Linked DNA regions of Mus musculus: region 2 is linked to region 1. Evidence: chromatin contacts called from public HiChIP or PLAC-seq data. All regions are on one chromosome and are shown on one strand. The core of a region is the stretch at or near the end of the contact, and the rest is flanking DNA. Distances in the headings are between cores, read along the strand shown. Region 1 has its middle 50 kb from the start of Gm35189. Region 2 has its middle 17 kb from the start of Gm40446.

Evidence for each region. HiChIP or PLAC-seq counts read pairs in DNA pulled down with a chosen protein or histone mark.
Region 2: a contact with region 1 is called in an H3K27ac HiChIP or PLAC-seq map of the HPC-7 cell line, with 5 times the contacts expected there. The contact joins two enhancer-like sites. A contact is called at or near these places in 8 of 39 promoter capture datasets (3T3-L1-derived adipocytes, the HPC-7 cell line, cranial neural crest and 3 more), 2 of 484 Hi-C or Micro-C datasets (CD4 T cells and nephron progenitors) and 5 of 115 datasets of contacts at active chromatin or transcription factors (CD8 T cells, the HPC-7 cell line, bone marrow-derived macrophages and 2 more).

The regions. Positions count from the first base shown.
Region 1 is chr12:77,103,107-77,107,987 of GRCm38.p6, forward strand. No RefSeq gene overlaps it. Among named protein-coding and RNA genes, the nearest start is that of Gm35189, 50 kb to the left of the region's middle. Within about 2 kb of position 2,990, at least 37 of the 459 cell types and tissues checked have an H3K27ac peak or open chromatin away from gene starts, as enhancers often do. A contact at or near this core is called in the HPC-7 cell line, where this site is marked.
Region 2 is chr12:77,206,691-77,211,571 of GRCm38.p6, forward strand. No RefSeq gene overlaps it. Among named protein-coding and RNA genes, the nearest start is that of Gm40446, 17 kb to the left of the region's middle. Within about 2 kb of position 2,276, at least 25 of the 459 cell types and tissues checked have an H3K27ac peak or open chromatin away from gene starts, as enhancers often do. A contact at or near this core is called in the HPC-7 cell line, where this site is marked.

The DNA of each region.
Region 1 (4,881 bases), core at 1,740-4,239:
GTAAATTAAGTTGATTGTTAGCAAGAGCCATAATCCTGTTAAAAGTCTTGGAGAGATCAGGAATTCATGACACATACCTAAACATAATAAAAGCAATACACATCAAACCAACATCCAACATCAAATTAAATGGAGAGAAACTTGAAGCAGTCCCACTAAAATCAGGAACAAGACAAGGTTGTCCATTCTCTTCCTATCTATTCAATATATACTTGAAGTTCTAGCTAGAGCAATAAGACAACAAAAGGAGATCAAGAGGATATAAACTGGAAAGTAAGAAGTCAAGGTATCATTGTTTGTGGATAATATGATAGTATATATAAGCGACTCCAAAATTTCTACTAGAGAACTCCTACAGCCAATAAACAACTTCAGCAAAGTGGCTGGATATAAAAATTAACTCAAACAAATAAGTAGCTTTCCTTTATATAAATGATAAACAAACTGAGAAAGAGATTAGGGAAAGAACACCCTTCACAATAGCCACAAATAATGTAAAATATCTTGGTGTAACTCTAACCAAGCAAGTAAAAGATCTTTATGACAAGAACTTCAAGTCCTTGAAGAAAGAAATCAAAGAAGGCCTCAGAAGATGGGGAAATCTCCATCTCATAGATTGGTAGGATTAACATAGTAAAAATGACCATCTTACCAAAAGCAATATACAGGTTCAATGCAATTCCCATCAAAATTCCAACATAATTCTTCACAGAAATGGAAAGAACAGTTCTTAACTTCATATGGAAAAACAAAAAACCTAGGATAGTGAAAACATTTCTGAAAAATAAAGAACTTCTGAGGGGAATCATCTTCCCTGACCTCAAGCTGTACTACAGAGCAATAGTAATAAAAAACATGTGATGCTGGTACAGAGACAGGCAGGTTGTTCAATGGAATAGAATCAAAGACCCAGAAATAAACCCACACACTGTTGGGCCCCATTCTGGCCCTGGTTTGGTCCTTGAGGCTCGAGTTTCTGTGACCTTGTGAGAGAGCCTAAGCCTGGATCAAGTTTTGTGACCTTTCTCAGTCACTTCTGTATCGGGGTGACTCAACAAGACCTGTTTGGCTCTGCCTCTTCCCCGATGTTGCTGATGTAGAGCTTTGACATTGGCCCTGTCAGTTACTCCATACCCTCTGTCACTCTTCCCTGACTCCTACATCATCTTACCCCATCAGAAATACCTTTCCCCATGTTCCAAACTTATCTAAGAGAGAGGCTGATGCCATAAAGTTGAGTCCCTGCTTTGACAAGACTCCCAGCTCGGTGTGTTTCTTTTGGGCCATGGACACTCGCCATCCTGCTCAGCCCTGGAGAAAATGAATATGATATGTAGCTGCTGAGGGTGGTGGGGGTGAGTGGGGGGAATTTATAGAAAGTTGCAGAGAACTGGGATGTGAGATTCTCCTAAGGCTCAATGTGGGTGACCTTAGCAGAAATGTCCAACAGTGGGGAGATGGAACCTGAGGAGCCTACTTCCAGTAGACAGACAGGGCCCCCAGTGGAGGTATGGCAACACCAACCCACCTTCAAAACTTTTGACTCAGATTTGTTTCTGTCTAAAAGAAATGTAGAGACAAAAATGGAGTGGAGACTGAAGGAATGGCCTACCAGTGGCTGGCCTAACTGGGGATATATCTCATGGGGAGACACCAAGGCCTGACTCTATTACTGATGCTATGTTGTGCTTACAGACAGGAGCCTAGCATGGTTGTCCTCTGACAGGCTCTGCCAGGAGCTGACTGAGATGTATGCAGACGCAGTCAACCATTGGACTGAGGTCTGGACCCCTATGGAAGAGTTAGGGGAAGAATTAAAGGAGCTGAAGAGGACGGCAACCCCACAGGAAGACCAAAAGTGTTAACTAACCTGGACCCCTGGGAGCTCCCAGAGACTAAGCCACCAACCAAAGAGCATACAGGGTCTGGTCCGAGGCCCCTGGCACATATGTAACACAGAACTGTCTTGTGTGGCCTCAGTGGGAGAGGGTGGGTCTAATCTTGTAGAGACTTGATACCCCAGAGAAGGGGATACCAGGGGGTGGGGTGGGGGTGGGAGTGGGGGGTGGGTGGGCACCCTCTCAGAAGCAAAGGGGAGGGAGGATGGGGTAGAGAATTCTGGAAAAGGGGCTGGGAGTGAGGGCAACATTAGGGATGTGGATAAATAAAATAATTTAAAAACCCCATAATCCAAAAGTTTAATTATATAAATACATAGTTAAACTATATTTGTTTGTTTGTTTGAGGCAGGTCTCACTATGTAACTCTGGCTGGTTTAGAACTTACTATGCAGGCCAGGATGGCCTTGAATTCACCCCAATCTTGCTACTGCTACCTGATGGGATGAAAGGCACACGCCAACATGCCTGGGTGTATATATTTTGCCGGTAAGCTAGGTGTAATGTCTCATGCATTACTCAGCCTCAGCAGCCTGCAGAAGCAGGAAGATTTCTAAGAGTTTGGGATCAGCCTGGGCTACATAGTGAGTTCCAGGTTGGCCCTTATGGAGAGGAACACTGTCCCACCCCACTCCTCAAAAGCAAGATAAAAAAAAGGTCACTAAGTTAGTTTTCTACATGGCATGCTAGTGCATGCTCCTTTTTTTTTTTTTTTTTGTTAACATTTAATGACATAACCTTGCTTGAATTTAGCCAAGGTGCCCTCATTCAGCAAACACTACAGTCAGCCCCACCCCTGAAGCCCATCCTCAGGTTCCAGAAGATTGCTGAGCTGACCTTAGTTAGAATCATATCTGGTAGCTGGGACCATGTGTTTCAGTATAGGGGTTCCACTAGAGTCCTTGAATTCTATGTGGGAGGAAAGGAGAAGGGGGGTGGGAGAGAAGGAGGAAGAAGAGGAGAGGGAAGGGGAGGAAGAGGAAGAGGAGAAAGGGAAGAGGAGAAAGGGGAGGAGAAGAAGAAGAAGGAGGAAGTGGAGGAGGAGGAGGTAGAGAAGTGGGCAGAGGAGGAAAAGAAAGTGCTACTGGGCAAGGCAAGCCAGACCAGACAGGACCATACCTAATGCCCCAGTTCCTGAGCTAGGCCAGCCCCACTTAGGCTTGAATGTTTTAAATACAAACTTACATGTAAGCTTTTTGAGTAAAGTTCTTTTAGTAGTTAAATTGAAAGTGACTGATCTGATCTAATCTTACTTTACTGTTCAGGAAAGAAACTTTACACAGTTCAGTTCCAGAGTACGGTGACTTCCCCGGAGCCTGCGGGAGCAGAGTTCACTGTTGGACTTAGGAAAGCCAGGGCTATGGTCTCCACAGTGGGGCACAGTTTCCTGCAGAAATTGGCAGAAGCTGCAGGACACTTCTGCTCCTCATAGGTCTTGGTGCTTGCCCAAACCACAGGCATGGTGCCTCTTTGTCCTGCACACAAGCAGACTACCCAGCAAGTTTGGTAAATGCTCTCTGCCATTAACAGAAATTTAGAAAGACTACAGGTTTTCCAGACCCGTGGTCCCTGGCTGACTAGAGTCAAATTGAAAATCTGACCTCTACAAGCAGGTTTAAAACTGTTCTCAATTTTTGCTTGAGGAAATCTGCTTAAAGTCTTGGGAAAACAAACACCATTAAACAAACACACAATGGCCATGTTATTTTGTACTAAGCAGAGCCAGAAACAGGTATGTGGCTAGAGGGAAATAGGATGTGGTTTGGAAGCAGAGGTGTGGATGATATGATATTTACAGGGGGAGTGTATATCAATGATTGTATACAGGAGAGTGTATGTATGCAGGGAGTATGCATATAGGAAGAGTGTGTAAAAGGAGGAGTATATACAAGGGAGGTATATATGGGGCATATATATAGAAGTATACATAGGGAGAAGTATATAAAGGGGAAATATATACAGGATGAGTATATACAAGGGGCATATATACAAGGGAGTATATATATATATATATATATATATATATATATATATGGGTAGTATATACAGGGGAGAGTATATATGGGGTAGGGACTGTTTATAAGGGTTAGTGTTTACAGGGGAGTGTGTAAACAGTGGGGAATGTGTACAGGGGTGGTGTATACTGGGGTGGTGTATACAGGGGTGGTGTATATAGGGGAGTGTGTGTGTAGTGGGGATCCCATACATGGGAGAGGTAACAAAATAGAGAGACAAACATCCACGGAATGAATAGACGTTTAAAACAACCATTTTTAGAGTTAAGGAATTCAGTGCCAGTTGTCCAGGTGCACATGATTTCCTGGGGAGAAAGTCCTTGCCAATTGCTTCCCTCTAACACAATTTGATTCCTTTTGTTATCAGTTAGTTTTACTGCATTATGTAATCTCAATTATCCAGTGCTTAGTGCTTGCAGCAATGCCTTGCACAACACATTCTTTTTTTGTGCTAGCACTATGATGACAAATTTCATAATAAGCCTTAAATTAGTTGTTTAAAGCTATAGTAACAAAATACCACAGACCAGATGGCTTGAACAATACAAATTTATCTCTGTGTAGTTGTTGAAGCCAGAAGTCCAAAACCTAGGTGTCAGCGATGGAGTCTTTCTCCATGGCGTGCAGATGCTGCCTTAACAGTCAGTGCTCACACTGTACGGGGCTGGCACCTTCCAACATCCTTTTCTCCATTTAGTGTGTGTGTGTGTATGTGTGTGTGTGGCGCGCACGCGTATGCGCGTGCTTACGTGCATGCATGTGCAATAGCACATGTATGGCAGTCAGAGGACAACTTGCAGGAGTTGGTTCTCTCCTTTCACCATGTGGGTTCTAGGGATCAAACTTAGGTTTCAGGCTTGGGGACAAGCACTTTTGCCCCAGAGCCATTTTGCTGGCCCTAATGTCTTCTACTTATGAGAACACCAGTCACACTGGATTAGGGCTTGGTTTAAAGACCTTATATTAAC
Region 2 (4,881 bases), core at 1,026-3,525, 100 kb after region 1:
TAGACACTTCCAAGTATTCACTGGAAAGGAGGGAAGCCTTGTTCAGCTGTCTTTGGTCCACTTGATCTGGACAGGCTCACCTGACTTATCACTCTTCCCCCAAACTGTGCTATAGGACCACACATCTGTCTGTCTAAGTCTTGCCAAAACAAGGCTTGAGATGACCCTCCTAATAGGCCTATATCCTCCTTGAAATATGCACACACCAGTGCCATTAACGATCCCACTAACTTCATTTTCCATAGTGTCACCATTTCTGAGCCATACACAATCACCCACGTGCTTTGTCTGTGAGCCAGGACTTGTACCAGAGAGTTTACATCCATGCCCAGTCACATGTCATGGCAGTGTTCCTAGCTACAATGTGTACCCTTTGAAGTTCAGAGCGAACTTCATATTAATCTTTACTCCTGTCCTCTATTCTAATCCTTTTGGCTAGAAGCCATTCCAAAGATTTCTACCCTTTCTGTCCACGTTTACCTTGAAACAAGAATAATGGGAAAACCAGTTCCAGCTAAGAGCGCACAGCCCTTGTCTTTGTGTGTGTGTGTGTGTGTGTGTATGTGTGTGTTCATTTGTTTGCTTTGTTTTTAAGATTTAGTTTTATGTTTTAATTATGCGTGTGCAAGAAGATGGTATTGAATCCCCTGGAGCTGGAGTTATGGAGGACTCTGAGCTACCCAAGTGGGTTCTAGAATCTAAACCCTGGTCCTCTGCAAGAGCAATATGCTTTCTTCTGAGCTATTTCTTCACCACCTATTACGGTTATGTAATAATATTCATAATATTCCTTCCTTAGCCTCCCCCAGAGCTCTAAGGTTATAGGATGCTTACATGTACACGTTCACACTTCCCTGCTGCTCTCTCCTCTTCTTCCTCCTCCCCCCTTCCTTTGTTTCTTCTTTATGTTTGAGATAGAATTTTAGTATGAGCGCTAGGCTGGCCTCAAACTCACTGTGTAGCTTAAGGAGGGTATTAAACACTTAATTCTCTTCCCTCTGCCCCAGTGGCTGTACCTAAGGTCTATACCACAATTTCTTTTATCTCTTAGATATATTGGATGACCTATCTGTAAGGCTTTTGCCCGTCTTAAATGTTGTGCTTTGTCTTCAGAGTGTGTAGTGCATATTTACTGTCACACTGTCTTTCCTAAAGAGGGAAGAAGGGCATGGTTACTTTCTAAGGCCTTTTTCTGTTCTCTTTCTCAGTCATTCACTTATTCACTCAACAGACAATGATCACATAGAGAAAGAGAGAGAAAGTAATTCGGCCCTGGCCTTCCTCGTGTTAGGCAAGTTATGTACTACAGAGCTATGTGCCCAGCCCAGCAAATAGTTTTTAAGTACTTGATACATGCCAAGTACTGGAAAGGTGGCACAGAATTGATGAGGTCCATGTCCTTAATAAATGAACAAAAAGTTTAAGATTATTGTAAATATCAAGAAGAAAATGAAGTTCTTTAGTGCTATACATAGCGACTAGAGAAGTATTGTTGCTATAGACTGAGAGTCCAGAAGGGAAGTTACTTCATACCACTGTAACCCAATTAGCCCACAGGAACAAGGGAGGAGAGATTTATATTCTAGCTTGTCAGAAGGTTCAGTTTATCATTGTGGGTAAGGCCTACAAACAACTTTGCTCACATCGTAGTGGGCCTGGAATCAACCAGCCACAGGAAGCAGCCAAGGATAACCCCTCTCCCCATCCCAAAGACCATCTTCAAGGTAGGCCCTCTCTCATAATGTTTTTTTAACTTCTCTATCTAGTGCTTCTAGCTGGGAACTAAGCAGTCAAGCCACAAGCCTGCCGGCACTCTTTCATAGCAGTCCATAATGGAAGTGATAGTTGAGTTGAGACTGAAGGAACCAGTCATGACAAAGTCGTCCCACAAGCTTCCTCCTGATGCTTTCTGTAAAAAAGCATGCCTACTAGAAAATTTCTATTAGAATAGAAAATAAAATCCTTCTCATGCTCTTGGATCATAACGATGTTATTCTAAGTCCCCACCACAAAAGCCCATCAAAATGAGCACTCAGGGGATAAAGGGAAGGCCTGCATAAGGCATATACGAGGGTAGGAAAGAGGCATCTCATTAAGCACATGCGACTTCAGCCTTCAGAAGGAGCACCCTGAGCAGAAAGACCCCAGTAAGAGGAGTCTCTTGCTGTGTTACCTTTATCACTGGTTCGTTTTCAACAGTTTGATATAAACTTGAGTCACCCAGGAAGAGGGAACCTCAATTGAGAAATTTTCTCTATCAGATTGACCTGTGGCCATGTGTATGGAGGCAATTCCTTGTTTAAAATCGATGTGGGAGGGCCCAGCCCACTGTGGGCAGTGCTGCTGCTGGGCAGGTGCTTCTGGGTTCTGTACTTTATCCAGAGAACAGTGTTGTTTGGTGAAAATATTCTGAGAGTGGTGAGCTAAACCTTCTCCTTCCCAAGTTGCTCTTGGCCATGCTGTTTATCATAGCAGTAGAAAGCAAACTAGGGCAAGGCTATGAAGAAATTACCTGCCAGAAAAGAAGAGAAGAGGAAAAGTTGGGTGCAGAAGTTGGGACGAGGAAGCAGGATTACTCTAGAAGTTATCAACACGTGTGACCTTTGCTTGCTATCTGACTGTGGGCATTTAGAACAAGTAATAAGTCTATGCCTAGTGACCTTATATTTATTTATTTATCTACTTTATTTTGTGGATGTCTTTACCAAGTGTGTGTGTGTATATATATATATGCATATATATATACACACACATGCATGCACACATACACATGCACACACACATGCATACACCCATGCACACACACACTTTCTTTACTTCCTATTGGTCAGATAGTTTCTGTTACACACAGTACTTGTTCTTCACAACAGATGTTTTCCCACAAAGGTGGGATTTTTCTGTCTGGTAACAACTCCTTACGTTTCTTGCCTTCCTTGGAACACTGATCCAGAGATATCTGAACTGCAGACCCCAGGACTTCAAATAGAGTATTTTTGCTATTATGACTGTGGTTTGGATTGATCAATAACAGTTAAAATAGCAGTGTTGAAGCCTATCCGGCCTAGTACATTACTGAAATGAATCGCCTTTTATGTTTTTTTAATATGGGTTACAAAACTATTTAAACCCACACATACAACTCACAGAATATTTCTTCTAAGGATAATTTCTTCTCCAAATCAGTTTGCAAGCTTTGATTATAGAGTTGGGAAGTTGGCCCTGTGGTATGAACCTGTACTCCCAGCACTTTGGAAGGCTGAGGCAGAAGGATTGCTGAGACTTCACGGCTAGCCTGAACTATTGCCCAGAGTCCTTCACTGACTGAAACTGGGGCAAGAACTCAAGCAGGAACATGGAGTCAGGAAGTAGGACAGAGACCCTGGAGAAACGCTGCTTACTGGCTTGGTCCCCTGCTCAGCCTGCTTTCTTATATAGTTCAGACTACCTGCCTAGGGGTGCCGCTGTCCCCATGTGAACTGGGTCTCCCTACATCAATCAGGTCCAGAGTTACCGACAGGTAATCTGATAAAGGCATTTTCTCAAATACAGTTCCTATTTGGTAGATAATTCTGACTTGTATCAAGACAAAAACAAACAAACAAACAAACAAAAAACAACAACAACAAAAACAACTAACCAGGATAGGGTTCAAGCTTTAGCTTTGTTTTGATTTTTAATATTTGTTTGCTTATTTATTTATTGAGAGAGAATACACACACACACACACACACACACACACACACACACACACACACACACACACACACACGTGAGGAGGTCAGGAGATACGTAAGAGTCAGTTCTCTCTTACCACCATGTGGGTCCTATAGATTGAAGTTAGACCTTCAGGCTTGGTAGCAGGCACCTTTACCTGTGGAGTCATTTCTATTGCCCATGACCTCAAACTTGAGATCCTCCTAACTCAGTCTCCAGAGTGTTGGGATTGCAGATGTGCACCACCACCATGCCTGGCTTGAAAGGCTTTTTTTTTTTTTTTGCTGTTGTTGACATCAGAATTTTTTTTTTTTCTGTTAGTTCACCCACATGTACTCATTATAAAGGTTGAGATATTTTATGTCGTTTACATCAGGTCCTAAGGAAACTCTATTTCCCCGAATTCTGCAAGGCAGAAGGAACAAATGGCTCTCTGTGGTGCCTATTAGCCTACCCCAGCACGTCTGGCCTCCAGGCTCCCTCACCATCACAAGGACCTGTTACATGTTTCCGAGGAGTCCACACTAGCATCCTAGCTCTTCTCTCTGCCTCCTCCACCCTCAGCTTCCCCAGCTCTTGGGTTTACCTCTCCACAGCTACTCATTCTCCTCCTCACCCCGCTCCCTCAGTTCTGCTCCCTCTGTCTCCCCTCACTCTCTCCTCCATCTCCCTCCTTCACCCCTTCTCTGTGCTCTTCCTCCCTCTATGTATGTCCCCTCGCCCTCTCCTCCTCCTCGCCCTCCCTGCCCTGCTCTTGCTTCTCTCATGGCCTCGGTCCAGTCTGCTGACCACATTCAATCTACTACTGTCTCCCTCTGCTCTGGACTCTTCCAGATGCCTCTGGCTGTTCTCTGTCTCATATTTACAATAAAATCTTTCCCCTTAACCATACCATGGAGCAGTCACGCTATCAGTTTATACAGGTTATGCATCTTTGACATGCAACATACATTATACACATAAAACTAACCACATTTCAAGTGCCGACTAGTCGCCTATGGCTAGCAGCTTCTGTATCAAACAGTGAAGGCTTATGGGGTAGGCTGATGGACAGGAGAGAAGGGCAGGCAAGATCTCAAATGTGAGGATAACACTGAGTTTATGAAGCTTTTGTAAGTTGGCGCAGGAGCAGAATAAGAAAAATAACATGCTTTCCTTCAAGGGAAT